Linked DNA regions of Mus musculus: all the other regions are linked to region 4. A link is a contact called in public Hi-C and HiChIP or PLAC-seq data. All regions are on one chromosome and are shown on one strand. The core of a region is the stretch at or near the end of the contact, and the rest is flanking DNA. Distances in the headings are between cores, read along the strand shown. Region 1 overlaps Samd12 (sterile alpha motif domain containing 12). Region 2 has its middle 68 kb from the start of Gm41323. Region 3 overlaps Ext1 (exostosin glycosyltransferase 1). Region 4 holds the start of Ext1 (exostosin glycosyltransferase 1).

Region 1 (2,700 bases), core at 13-2,512, 270 kb before region 4:
CTGCCTCAGTAAGTAGGATTTCCTTGAGTTCATTTGATAGCATATACAGCTGTATCAGGGCCTCCTGAGAGTAAAGAGACTGCTGTGGTGCATGAAAAAAACAAGCAGAGATGGTAATTAGTCCCAGCATGTGCTGCTCCAAGCACCTTTCTTGGTACTTCCCATCCACATTTTTCTTGGTGGAGTTGCCTTCCTTTTTTGTGGTTCTCTAATGCCAAAAGTTTTACTTGCATATCCTCTACGCTTGCTGAAATGTTGTGCCTCCTGTGAGCTAGGTTTCTTTTTTTGACTCCTTTTTGAATGTCTAGACCAGCCAACTCTGTTTTCCATTTACCTAGTTTTTAGGGCCCCTGTTTACCAATTTCCTGATAATGGGTCTTGAACCGCATGCTTTGACACCTTGCCTAGCTAACTGGTTGGGCAGATAATCCTCGGTGTCTCATTACTGATGCACAGGCCGCCTCTTGCCTCCTATGTTTGTTTGGTCTTCTTCTTCTTCTTCTTCTTCTTCTTCTTCTTCTTCTTCTTCTTCTTCTTCTTCTTCTTCTTCTTCTTCTTCTTCTTCTTAACTTTGTTTTCTTTGACCTTTCCATTTAAACCCAGGTTTTGTTCTAGGTTCTGCTCCATCATATCCTTGACATGTTTCTGATCTTTGGATTTTCACCAAATATCTCTGTGGATATGCCTGGAAACTTAACACTTGATTTAATTATACACCTAATACATAATGAATGAAATACTAAAGCTCAGTCGTTGTACTTAACAACAGTGATACAAGAAAGAACAAAACAAAGCTGGTAGTCCCAAAGAGTTTACTGTCATATTTGGCTGTGAAACATGATGTTATGTTATGTTATTTTGGGTCTCATATTAGTAAACTGATTATTCATTTGTTCTTGTGAAATTCCCTGAGGAGAGGAAAAGTGCTGAATGACCAGCAGTAAATAAAGATGAACAAGTCACATAAAAGTCCAAAATGTTTTCCCTTTCTACAATCTAGTAACCTTGGCCTCACCTATAAGGTGAGACTAGTAACAACTAACTCTCTTGGGGTTAAGACTGCCTCCGACAGTGCTAATAAAATACCCAACACTAGGCCATGCATAGCCTAGTCACGCCAGTAAATAGTAGCCATAGTTCTCACCTAAGTCATCCAGTGTTTATTATTCCATTTTCCAGGAACTTTGGCAACACTGGGAGATCCCAGTATTGTACTTTCAGCCTTCTCCCATAATGTCCAACCTGAGCAGGATGGGATGAGATGGAATAATGGAGCTGTGAGTCACAAAGTCAACAATGCAGTAAAGACTCGCCAGGCTTCCTCTGCACAGGGACATGGATTTCCACACCCATTTGGGGCTTTAATGTTTGTGTTCAATGTTTCCTTCATTTCCTAGCAGTCATAAGATAGAGAATAGTGTTCAAAAAGAAGGAATTTCCTTGTAATGGCCACTTACTGTCCTGTGTGTCAGGTGGCAGATGCATGTACGTTCCCAACTTTACAACATCCCTCCAAAGAGTTTCTTATTCCTGCTTACAGATTAAAAAGCCGAGACCTCGAGTTGACCAAAGTTGCATAACTAATCAAAGAAGATCTAGAGCTGTTGTCCTTTATAGCAAATGCTCCTTAGTAAGTCAAAGACTAGCTTATTCTGTCCACATTTCCCCTCCTACACAAACCACTCTTAGACAGCCAAGGAGTCTCCAGTGAAGAAATAAATTCACAGCAGTGTTGCTGTTCCATTGTTCTAATACTTTTTAAGGCTGGGTCTTAGATGAATCAGTAGAAGTGCTTGTCATAAAATTTAAAGAGGCCTTCCAGAGTTCATGCAGGTGTACACCCACAATATTGCTTATTCTAATCCCAGTCCTGTCCCTCCTGCCAAACCCCCTAGAGGCAATTACACATGGTGTCTATCACCATGGTAACCAGGACAGGCCTGAGACTGGCTAGAGACAGTTTGACATTCTTACCCTTTTGAGTCCATGCTGCTATTTCTGGACACCTCCTGCCCTGAAACTCTTTCCCCTTCTCCAGAAGTACATTTTATAACCATTTTCATAATACAGCTGCATAGGCAGCGAGAAAAGTGGCCAGGAAGTGGTCCATTTGCTGACTACCTTCTTTTGTAAGTAGCTAAGTTGCTGAAGATTGTGAGACCAGAATTTAGTGGGAAAATTTGTGCTCTGAGTAATGAGTGGGTCTGACTCTGACACAAGATGCAAGGAATTTCTCTATCCATTGTTGAGTCTCAAGTCAACCCTCCTTATCATACAGAAGAGTAAACAGATTTTAACAGAGAAAAATGAGTGAGTGTATAACCTCACTTAGCTACTTCATGCAACATTGGGAGTAGAAAGTTCATTTCTGCACTTAGCACTTTTCCATGCTAAGTCAGGGAAATGGAGTCTACCATACACAGACTTCTCTTGATTCTATTATAACCCTAATCAATACTTGTTTAGAAAGGCAGGCAGCATACTTACTGTCTGTGCTCAATTTGGCTCTCTTTCTGAAAAGCATGTTTTTATTGGCCTGCTTTGGGCTAATCATGATAGAACACCTGAAGTAGCTAACCTTTAAAAAGAAATGGGCTATTAAGCTTACATGGGAGGTTCAAATGAAAGATCAGATGACCCAATGGCTACGTTGTAATGATGGCAGCAGCATCAGATCAGTGCATCAAAACAACTGGTCAC
Region 2 (2,740 bases), core at 98-2,597, 340 kb after region 4:
GACTCTTTTGTGTTTAATTTTACTAAAGCTCTGTGGTGCTCCATTTAATAAATCTGGGACCCACAAGAAATCAATCACCAGATGAGACGATGTTCACACTAAACTTTCTCTGTATCAGGCAGAGGATGTCCTGTTTGTGTAAGAGAAGAGGAGGTGGTCTCTTCCATCTTTTGGAGTAATCCTGGAGTAGATTATCATGTGTAAACTATCTGGGAGACAAGCTACACTGAATATTGTTACGTCCACTAAACATTAAAGCATCCACATGGCCAGTGAAGGGCCAAAAATTGTTCAACTTATGATAATTATTGAACACATCTATAGTATTGGGTATTACTCAGATTGTCTTGCTTAAAAAGCCATTTTATCTGCTCAATTCAAGAAAATAGGTGCTGTTATGGATATCATTTTATTGCTGAGAAAACTAAGGTTACATAAACTAAAATAACTTTCCTAGGATCACTTTGTTGATAAATGGTGTTTGTTATCATTAGGGTTTACTGCTATGGACAAATACCATGCCCAAGGCAACTCTTTTAAAGACAATATATAATTGGGGCTGGCTTACAGGTTCAGAGGTTCAGTCCATTATCATCAAGGCAGAAGCATAGCAGTATCTAGGCAGATATGGTGCAAGAGGAGCTGAAAGTTCTACATCTTTGTCTGAAAGCTACTAGAAGACTGGCTTCCAGGCAGCTAGGACTAGGGTATTAAAGCCCATGTCCCCAGTTACACACCTATTCCAACAATGCCATACCTCATAATAGTGGCACTCCTGGCCCAAGAATATACAAACCATCATAATGGTATTAGGATTTAGATTCAGGATGTTTGTCTTCAGAGCCAGCTCTCTTGTTAGATGCTCGGAAAATTCTCATGTTCAAGGCTAATATAAGAAGCAAGACTAGATCATTTACAAGAAGGAAGATTGAGAAATATTAAAAGAGAAAAACAGCTCAGGGAGCAAGAAATGATATAAATTAGAGCAAATGAATCATGACTGTGGCATGAATGATGCAACATATTGGAATACAGTTCTCTCTTTGAAGGCAAATGATGTGAAGTTTGTTTAAGGAGGTTGGTTCTAATAGCTTAAAGTTGATGTCTGGGGCTGGACGGTATCTGACGTCATATAATTTACTGTCTAGCTGAGAAGAGAAGAATTATATTTGGATAACATTAGTAAATTATACAGGAGAGCAAATACATCACGGCAACTGAATGAGTACTATGGGTTAGACAGAGATCACATGAGAGGTCTTTTTCTCTGTGGTCATCATTTTGGGTTCACAGAGTCTGGCAAACTGAGAATTGCTTCCTCCAGAGTCAGAAGTTCTGAGTGCCAGGGAATAGCTGTCTCTGTGGTCTACAGTATTATATTTATGAATAATACTTTGAGAAGGCCTGTAGAGCATCTCTGGCTTGTCAAGATGAGGCAAACACAGCGATCCTGCTCTGGGGCCTCCACAGCCTGTTTGTACTGTTACCTGATGCTGGCAGTGGGGCTCTTCTTGATGGCCTCCTGTGAGAAGACTTGATTCCCTACTGTATTTGGCTGTGACAGCGGTCCTGTGGGTGGCTCCAGTATTAAGTTTGGAACAGAGGAAGTGTTGCAACACAAGCCAAGAATTGAATTTTATTTTTACAAGCTGCTTTTTATGGAATTGAATCTCTGTGACCCTCCCTGGTTACAAGAGGCTCACATTGGTGTAAGGGGCGGCTTGCATATCCTTCAATGGCAGGTAGATATTCTAACTATCCTCATGAGAGAGCACTTCCTTTGGGGAGCATCTTTAAATCTCGTGAATGATTTATTTTGGCATCTTTCCCCGCCACTATGTTTTAGCAGCACAGTCAGCTTTATGGGACAGGTAGATTGCTTTGCTTTAGAAGGAAGAGGTCTATCTCATTACTGCACATTCCAGTGTCCTTCTTCTCCATGAGAACCCAGGCTATGGCAGTTCAAATATAAATATGAGAAGTGGGGCTGATGGAGCAAATGAGGACTATCCCAAGCTTTCCTTGTGTCCGTGAGTAAAGGATTTGTTCACCTTCTGTTTCAGAATCTCCTTGGTAACTTAACCCAAAATCAAAACACCCTTCAGAAGATCCTGGCAAAGGAAATTATGCACTCATTAGCTTATAAAACAAAGTGGAAATGAAGAGGAAAGGGCAGAAGTCCCAGCCTCACTCTAACTCCTGACTCGACTCCCGTGGCTGGCTTTTGTTACTGGTGCTTTGATTTGGAGAAGTTATGTGCACTGGTGATTGAGAAATCAAGGAGAGACCATTTCAGGAGTTCTCAGGCTACATGACTTACTGTGAGTGAATAGACATGTGATATCTGTTTCCACCAACTGTAGCATGGAGCACCTGATCCAGCTCCAGGAAGGCTAAAGGCAAGGTCAATGTATGAATGCTGGTGACAGATGAGGGGATTATAACATAGCATCGTTGCTGTGGGTGGTCTGCTTTGTCTTTCCTCTGCGCTGACTCCTAGAATTGGAAGTATTTCTCCCTGCGAGACTGTGAGGCTGTCTGCTTATATTCTCTTTAGAAGCATGACAAAGCAGTGTCTCCATCAGATACCCGCCAGAGCAACCCCTGCTCAGAGATGCTCTCTGGTTGACCGTGTCCTCCGTTCCAGTGTGCTTTTAGTTGAGTGATGGATATACTTGATTCTGACTTTGCTTGGCATTAGGTATGAACTCATGTTCAGTCTTGGGAGCTGTCAGTGCGT
Region 3 (2,700 bases), core at 21-2,520, 280 kb after region 4:
CCCCACACCCTGCACTTGTGATCTCCCTTCCCAGCAAACCAGCAACAAGAGAAACAAACAAACACAAGTCCAGTTACTGTCATCTATATATCCACTCAAACTCTCAGTGGCCTGTCCCTTAAAGAAAACTTAAGTTTGTTCCTTCCCCAACCCTACCTGGAAGTCATCAAGTCAATTTCCATCATTTATGTTGTCTAAATAATATTTGACAGCTTTAGAGGCAATATAACTAAAAAGATGGTAGCCTTTTTTTCTTTTTTAACTTTGATAACCTGAGACCATCTATTACTTAAAACAACTGTTGGCATTTAGTGGCATTGAAAAGACAATTGTTAGGTTAATGAGCAGAATTTTAATATTTACTGTAGAATCAGTCTTGTAGACATAGGCACTGTGTCACTGGATCTGAGTCACTTTTGTCTCTCAGTCATCTCAGTAGAGTAGAGAAAGTCTATAAGGGAGTGTGGGTTTATGTGCTCTGTAGCTCTAGCCATGAGTGAAGTGTAAGGGTTTCGTTTGTTCTTGCGTTATGCATGCATCTTTTTAAACAAGCCATTCGGTGGGAACTTGATAAAGGTGGAAAGTTAGATGCTTAAAGTCCAAGTCCACAGCCCATGTCTCCACACATCAACCGTGTTAACACCTGGGATTTAGAAGGCTGGAGAGATGTCTCAGCAGTTAAGAATGCTTGCTTCTCTGGAAGAGGACTAGAGGTCAGGTCCCGGTGTACATGTCAGATGACTTAGAGCTTTCTGTGATTCCAGCTCCGAGGCATTTCATGCCTTCATGTAGCCTCCAAAGACACCCATGCACACATATACAACGTGTGGAGTCTCACACACATAATTAAAATTAAATCTATGCTTAAAGAAATTTCACATAAGTATTTAGAAAACTACCTTTGAAGCAAAGACTTCATTGTGAGTCATAGCTTTGATTTCAGATATAAAAGAGAATGTTCTGTTTAGTGACTGTAGTAGTTGAGAGCCCGTTGGTAGAGGGCCGAGGGCCGTGGCTCGATCATCTGAGCTTCAGAAAGCTTCGAAAGATTAGGTGCGTTTGGTCATTGGTCAAGATGCCACATCTCGACTTCAGCCAAAGGTAAGTGGGCATGCCTAAGCCTTGCCTTCCCCAGCTTTGTAGATGGACAGGCTTGGCAACGAGGCCACACGTTCTGCCAGGTTCTGCCGCTGGTCTTTAGCAGATCCAGCTACAGTGCTTCCTCCCCCTGCCTTCTCTCTCTCACTGTCTTCCTTATTTGTCTCCTTCTCCCCAGACTTCCCGAGCATCCCGCTGGGCCGACCCTGACCACTTTGCCCAGCGACAGAGCTGCATGAATACATTTGCCAGCTGGTTTGGCTACATGCCGCTGATCCATTCTCAGATGAGGCTGGACCCGGTCCTCTTTAAAGACCAAGTCTCAATTCTGAGGAAGAAATACAGAGACATTGAACGACTTTGAGGAAGCCCACCGAGTGGGGGAGGGGAAGCAAGACGGGCGTCCAGCTGCTCTCTCCTCCTTCCCAATGCAGATCCGCTCACGCCCAGCAGTGGAGCCAGACTGTGCCAAGTATCAAAAAATCAAAAAAAATCAAAAAACAAAAAAAACAAAAAAGACAAAAAAAGAAAAAGGAAAAAATAAACAGCTTAGATGAACACAGTGACAAAACTCGGCTGGAATCCTGGCTCCTGGGGCTGCGCCAGACTGCTCCATTCACCTCACTGGCTTCTGTGTCCCACAACTAGGTTGTGTACAGTTTAATTATGGAACATTAAATAATTATTTTTGAAATGATTGCTATGCAGGTTTAAACTTTTTTAATGATCAAAACTATTAAAAACCAGAGTTCTTTCTTTAATCAAAATTGTGTTGGTTGTGTATATTTCCAAGCTGCTGCCCCCCTCCCTACAGACATGATTGCCATGGGTCACCCAGGATTTCCTGCAGTGACAGCAACAGACATCACGGGAAACACAATCAGTTATTTGACATAGTGTCAGCAAGGAACTTGGCACACACTAAGACAATTTCACATTCCAGTTTAGATGTTCGGATCCCCTTGGTCTCTAAACTGTTGCTGCATGAAAGTGTTGACTCCAGATAAGCAGATCTAACTCAGAACTTTAATAGAAATTTGGTAATCTTTTTACATGGGGATGGGTGGGGGGAGTTAGACCAAGCAAACACTGGTAGATTTAAGAAATGTTGAGCAGAGAACCAAACAACTCCCAGCATGTTAGTGATGGACGTCCCACAACTGAAACCCTATACTTCCTAGTGGTTGGCCCATAGATTCAACCACTGACCCATATATTTAATGGGGAAATCCTATGTGTTAGAGGCCAAAAGGAAAAAAAAAATGAGTCCAGATTATTTATAAGACAAGCGGTTTAATGTTTGTGAAAGACTCAAATGGCAAAGGCTTCTCTGTTAAGAAAGAAGCAGTTATGTGTAAATCCACACCATTTAACCAAAGGGTGCTTGTGAAGTACCTAACTGAGGGCATGCCTTGCCACAGAACTCATTCCAATTTGGGTTAAACACTGTTTTATACAAGAAAAAAAAAAGACAATCAAATTAATCAGAAACATGTGAAGACTTCTTTCAGTTTTGAAATAAGTAGAAAAATTTAGTTCTATTTCTTGTTAAAAACAATGCTTCCATCCATGCAAATACTGTCTTAAGTTTATGATGGTTTT
Region 4 (2,700 bases), core at 70-2,569:
TTCAGAATGTACCAAAATATCCCACCCAATATCTCTTCCCTTCTTTATTCAAACAAATCTGAAACAACAAAGGTTGAAAACTTTCCACTCTGCCTTATTATAACCATACCATGGGTACACAACCGGCTGGGGTTTTCAGTAGCCCGAGGGAGGTAGGGATGTGTCTGCTCCCAGCTCACTCACTCCCACAATAAACAATCACTAAACAGCTTGCTGCCCTAGGCAACTGCTTGTCCAGCTTGGCCAGGCTCTGAGGCTAGGGTGGGTAAGTGTTCTAAGCCAGAATTCAGGCTGTGAGGCCAGGTAATGCTTGGGAGTCTAGCACAGCTTGGAGGTCCTGGAGGTTCCTTTCAGAATCATCCAATTAAGTTCACTCAGAATGACAGGGGCTTGGGGCAGGGGAGTCGACAGAAGGAAGGTCAATTGAAGGAACCGTGGCACATTTATTGTAAATACATTTTTTTTTTTTTTTTTTTTTTTGCTTCAAAGGTTCCCTTCTACAGCTAGGGCCAGGTGACATCTTAAAAATACCACCTCAGGAAGAATAACAACACCGATGGGGGCAAAATGAAATGGCTTTCTTTTCAGCCATTAGATCCCTCCCGGCCCAATATCAGTGAATAGAACAGGTGGGAGGGATTCGGGAATGGAAGAGAGGGCACGCAGATCAGATGGCTTTAGGAGGTGTCTTCTCACACTCAGCCACAGATCCATCGGACTGTGACAATTCCTCCTTATTGTTGAGGATTAGGGTGTCTCGGCGAGGAAGACAGAAAAATAGGTGGATTACATAGGGGAATTAGAAAGACCACTTAAACGTTAAAAACAAGACCCACCAAAAAATTGGTCCTCAGCGGGTCCAAGTGTGGGGGGAGAGACATCCCGACCTGCGCTCGCTTTCCATGAAGTCCCCACCCCCCTTCCCCTCGCTTCTCCATTTTCAAGGCATCCTTCTCCAGGAACCGGTCCTCTCAGCCTCCCGGCGGGGAGGCGTTCCCGGCTCGTGGAGACCCGGGGCATCCCGAGCAGCGGGCTGCTGGCCACGTCCCCACACTTCCTCCCGCGCCTCTGGGGCCCGTCTGGTCCGGGTTGCATTCCCGGCCCGGCGTGCAGAAGGCCGGCGGTGGGCGACGCCCGGCCGGCTAGCGCTCCGCCCGCCGCCCGTGCGCTCCTGGGTCCCCGCGCCCGCGCCGCGCCGCGCCGCGCCGGCGCCTCTGCCGGCCGCCGGGGGTTATGAATGGGCGCAGCGGAAGCCCCGCCCCACCCGGACGTGACGCCCGGCCAATGGCAGCGCGGGCTGCGTGGATGGATGAGGTCAGCGCTGTCGTGTCGGGAATGGAATGTGTAAGTGTAACATTCAGAACCGGGTAACATTCGGCGACCGAACGCGGCGGTCGGCAGTGATAGCGCGGGGCCTGCGAAGCACCGCTCGGGGCCGGCACTGCCCGCGGGGAGGACGCGCCGCCGCCGCCGCCCCGCGCCGCCTCGTGCCGCCGGCCGGGCCGCCGCGCGCCCGGGGAGCCGGCCCCGTGAGCGCAGGAGTAAACACCGGCGGAGTGTGGGAGCCGCTGCAGAAGGGAATAAAGAGACATGCAGGGATTTGTGAGGTTACGGCGCCCCAGCTGCAAGATGCACTAGCCGGCTGAAGCCGGGGCGGATTGACTTGTTGGAACCGTAGTGCTCTGCACCGGAGTGTGGATGAGTTGAAGTTGCTTTCCCCGGGCTCGTTCTCCACGCCGCCGAGAGGAATCCGAGCGGAGAGGCAGTCACTTCGTCTTGCCATTGATTGGGTATCGGGAGCTTTTTCTTCCCTGCTCTCTTTCTTTTCCTCCGTCTTGTTGCATGCAAGAAAATTACAGTCCGCTGTTCGCCCGCCCTGGGTGCGAGATCTTCTGCCCGGCTCTCTCCCGTGCATTGTGCAGCCCAAAGATGAAAGACCGAAGGGGAGAAAGTTAAAGAAATCGCCCACATGCGCTGGATCAGTCCACGGCTTGGGGAAAGGCATCCAGAGAAGGTGGGAGCGGAGAGTTTGAAGTCTTTACAGGCGGGAAGATGGCGGACTGGAGCTGAAAGTGTTGATTGGGAAACTTGGGTGATTCTTGTGTTTATTTACAATCCTCTTGACCCAGGCAGGACACATGCAGGCCAAAAAACGCTATTTCATCCTGCTCTCAGCTGGCTCTTGTCTCGCCCTTTTGTTTTATTTTGGAGGCGTGCAGTTTAGGGCATCGAGGAGCCACAGCCGGAGAGAAGAGCACAGTGGTCGGAATGGCTTGCACCAGCCCAGTCCGGATCATTTCTGGCCCCGCTTCCCGGACGCTCTGCGCCCTTTCTTTCCTTGGGATCAATTGGAAAACGAGGATTCCAGCGTGCACATTTCCCCCCGGCAGAAGCGAGACGCCAACTCGAGCATCTACAAAGGCAAGAAGTGCCGCATGGAGTCCTGCTTCGATTTCACCCTTTGCAAGAAAAACGGCTTCAAAGTCTACGTGTACCCGCAGCAGAAAGGGGAGAAAATCGCCGAAAGTTACCAAAACATTCTAGCGGCCATCGAGGGCTCCAGGTTCTACACCTCGGACCCCAGCCAGGCGTGCCTCTTTGTCTTGAGTCTGGATACTTTAGACAGAGACCAGTTATCACCTCAGTATGTGCACAATTTGAGATCCAAAGTGCAGAGTCTCCACTTGTGGAACAATGGTA

Evidence for each region. HiChIP or PLAC-seq counts read pairs in DNA pulled down with a chosen protein or histone mark. A called contact is a pair of places that touch in the nucleus more often than the background predicts.
Region 1: a Hi-C map of pancreatic cancer cells shows a contact between it and region 4, with 5 times the contacts expected there. The contact joins the enhancer-like site here to the promoter of Ext1 in region 4. A contact is called at or near these places in 5 of 39 promoter capture datasets (the 3T3-L1 cell line, 3T3-L1-derived adipocytes, the C10 cell line and 1 more), 7 of 484 Hi-C or Micro-C datasets (brown adipocytes, cortical neurons, embryonic fibroblasts and 4 more) and 7 of 115 datasets of contacts at active chromatin or transcription factors (the NIH/3T3 cell line, bone marrow-derived macrophages, large pre-B cells and 3 more).
Region 2: a contact with region 4 is called in a CTCF HiChIP or PLAC-seq map of the NIH/3T3 cell line, with 12 read pairs. The contact joins the enhancer-like site here to the promoter of Ext1 in region 4. A contact is called at or near these places in 4 of 39 promoter capture datasets (the 3T3-L1 cell line, hippocampal neurons and second pharyngeal arch cranial neural crest), 2 of 15 datasets of contacts at CTCF or cohesin (the NIH/3T3 cell line and pro-B cells), 17 of 484 Hi-C or Micro-C datasets (the C2C12 cell line, CD8 T cells, the MC3T3-E1 cell line and 8 more), 10 of 115 datasets of contacts at active chromatin or transcription factors (bone marrow-derived macrophages, embryonic forebrain, embryonic stem cells and 6 more) and 2 of 9 other capture datasets (embryonic stem cells and macrophages).
Region 3: a contact with region 4 is called in an H3K4me3 HiChIP or PLAC-seq map of forebrain, with 3 times the contacts expected there. The contact joins the enhancer-like site here to the promoter of Ext1 in region 4. A contact is called at or near these places in 12 of 39 promoter capture datasets (the 3T3-L1 cell line, 3T3-L1-derived adipocytes, the C10 cell line and 7 more), 1 of 15 datasets of contacts at CTCF or cohesin (the NIH/3T3 cell line), 12 of 484 Hi-C or Micro-C datasets (the 3T3-L1 cell line, 3T3-L1-derived adipocytes, CD4 T cells and 9 more), 18 of 115 datasets of contacts at active chromatin or transcription factors (the 230-238 cell line, bone marrow-derived macrophages, embryonic forebrain and 12 more) and 2 of 9 other capture datasets (adipose tissue and macrophages).

Annotation. Positions count from the first base shown.
Region 1 is chr15:53,616,808-53,619,507 of GRCm38.p6, reverse strand. All of the region lies in intron 4 of Samd12 (sterile alpha motif domain containing 12), which reads left to right. Among named protein-coding and RNA genes, the nearest start is that of Mir28c, 3.9 kb to the right of the region's middle. Within about 2 kb of position 1,262, at least 37 of the 459 cell types and tissues checked have an H3K27ac peak or open chromatin away from gene starts, as enhancers often do. A contact at or near this core is called in the NIH/3T3 cell line, embryonic fibroblasts, neural progenitor cells and 3 more, where this site is marked.
Region 2 is chr15:53,000,453-53,003,192 of GRCm38.p6, reverse strand. No RefSeq gene overlaps it. Among named protein-coding and RNA genes, the nearest start is that of Gm41323, 68 kb to the right of the region's middle. Within about 2 kb of position 1,347, at least 32 of the 459 cell types and tissues checked have an H3K27ac peak or open chromatin away from gene starts, as enhancers often do. A contact at or near this core is called in the C2C12 cell line, the NIH/3T3 cell line, embryonic fibroblasts and 1 more, where this site is marked.
Region 3 is chr15:53,067,426-53,070,125 of GRCm38.p6, reverse strand. Ext1 (exostosin glycosyltransferase 1) reads left to right here. Exons shown (of 11, transcript NM_010162.2): 11 at 1,277-1,865. The coding sequence ends at 1,462. Among named protein-coding and RNA genes, the nearest start is that of Gm41323, 140 kb to the right of the region's middle. Within about 2 kb of position 1,270, at least 10 of the 459 cell types and tissues checked have an H3K27ac peak or open chromatin away from gene starts, as enhancers often do. A contact at or near this core is called in forebrain, where this site is marked.
Region 4 is chr15:53,344,802-53,347,501 of GRCm38.p6, reverse strand. It overlaps Ext1 (exostosin glycosyltransferase 1), which reads left to right and starts at 1,319. Exons shown (of 11, transcript NM_010162.2): 1 at 1,319-2,700. The coding sequence starts at 2,139.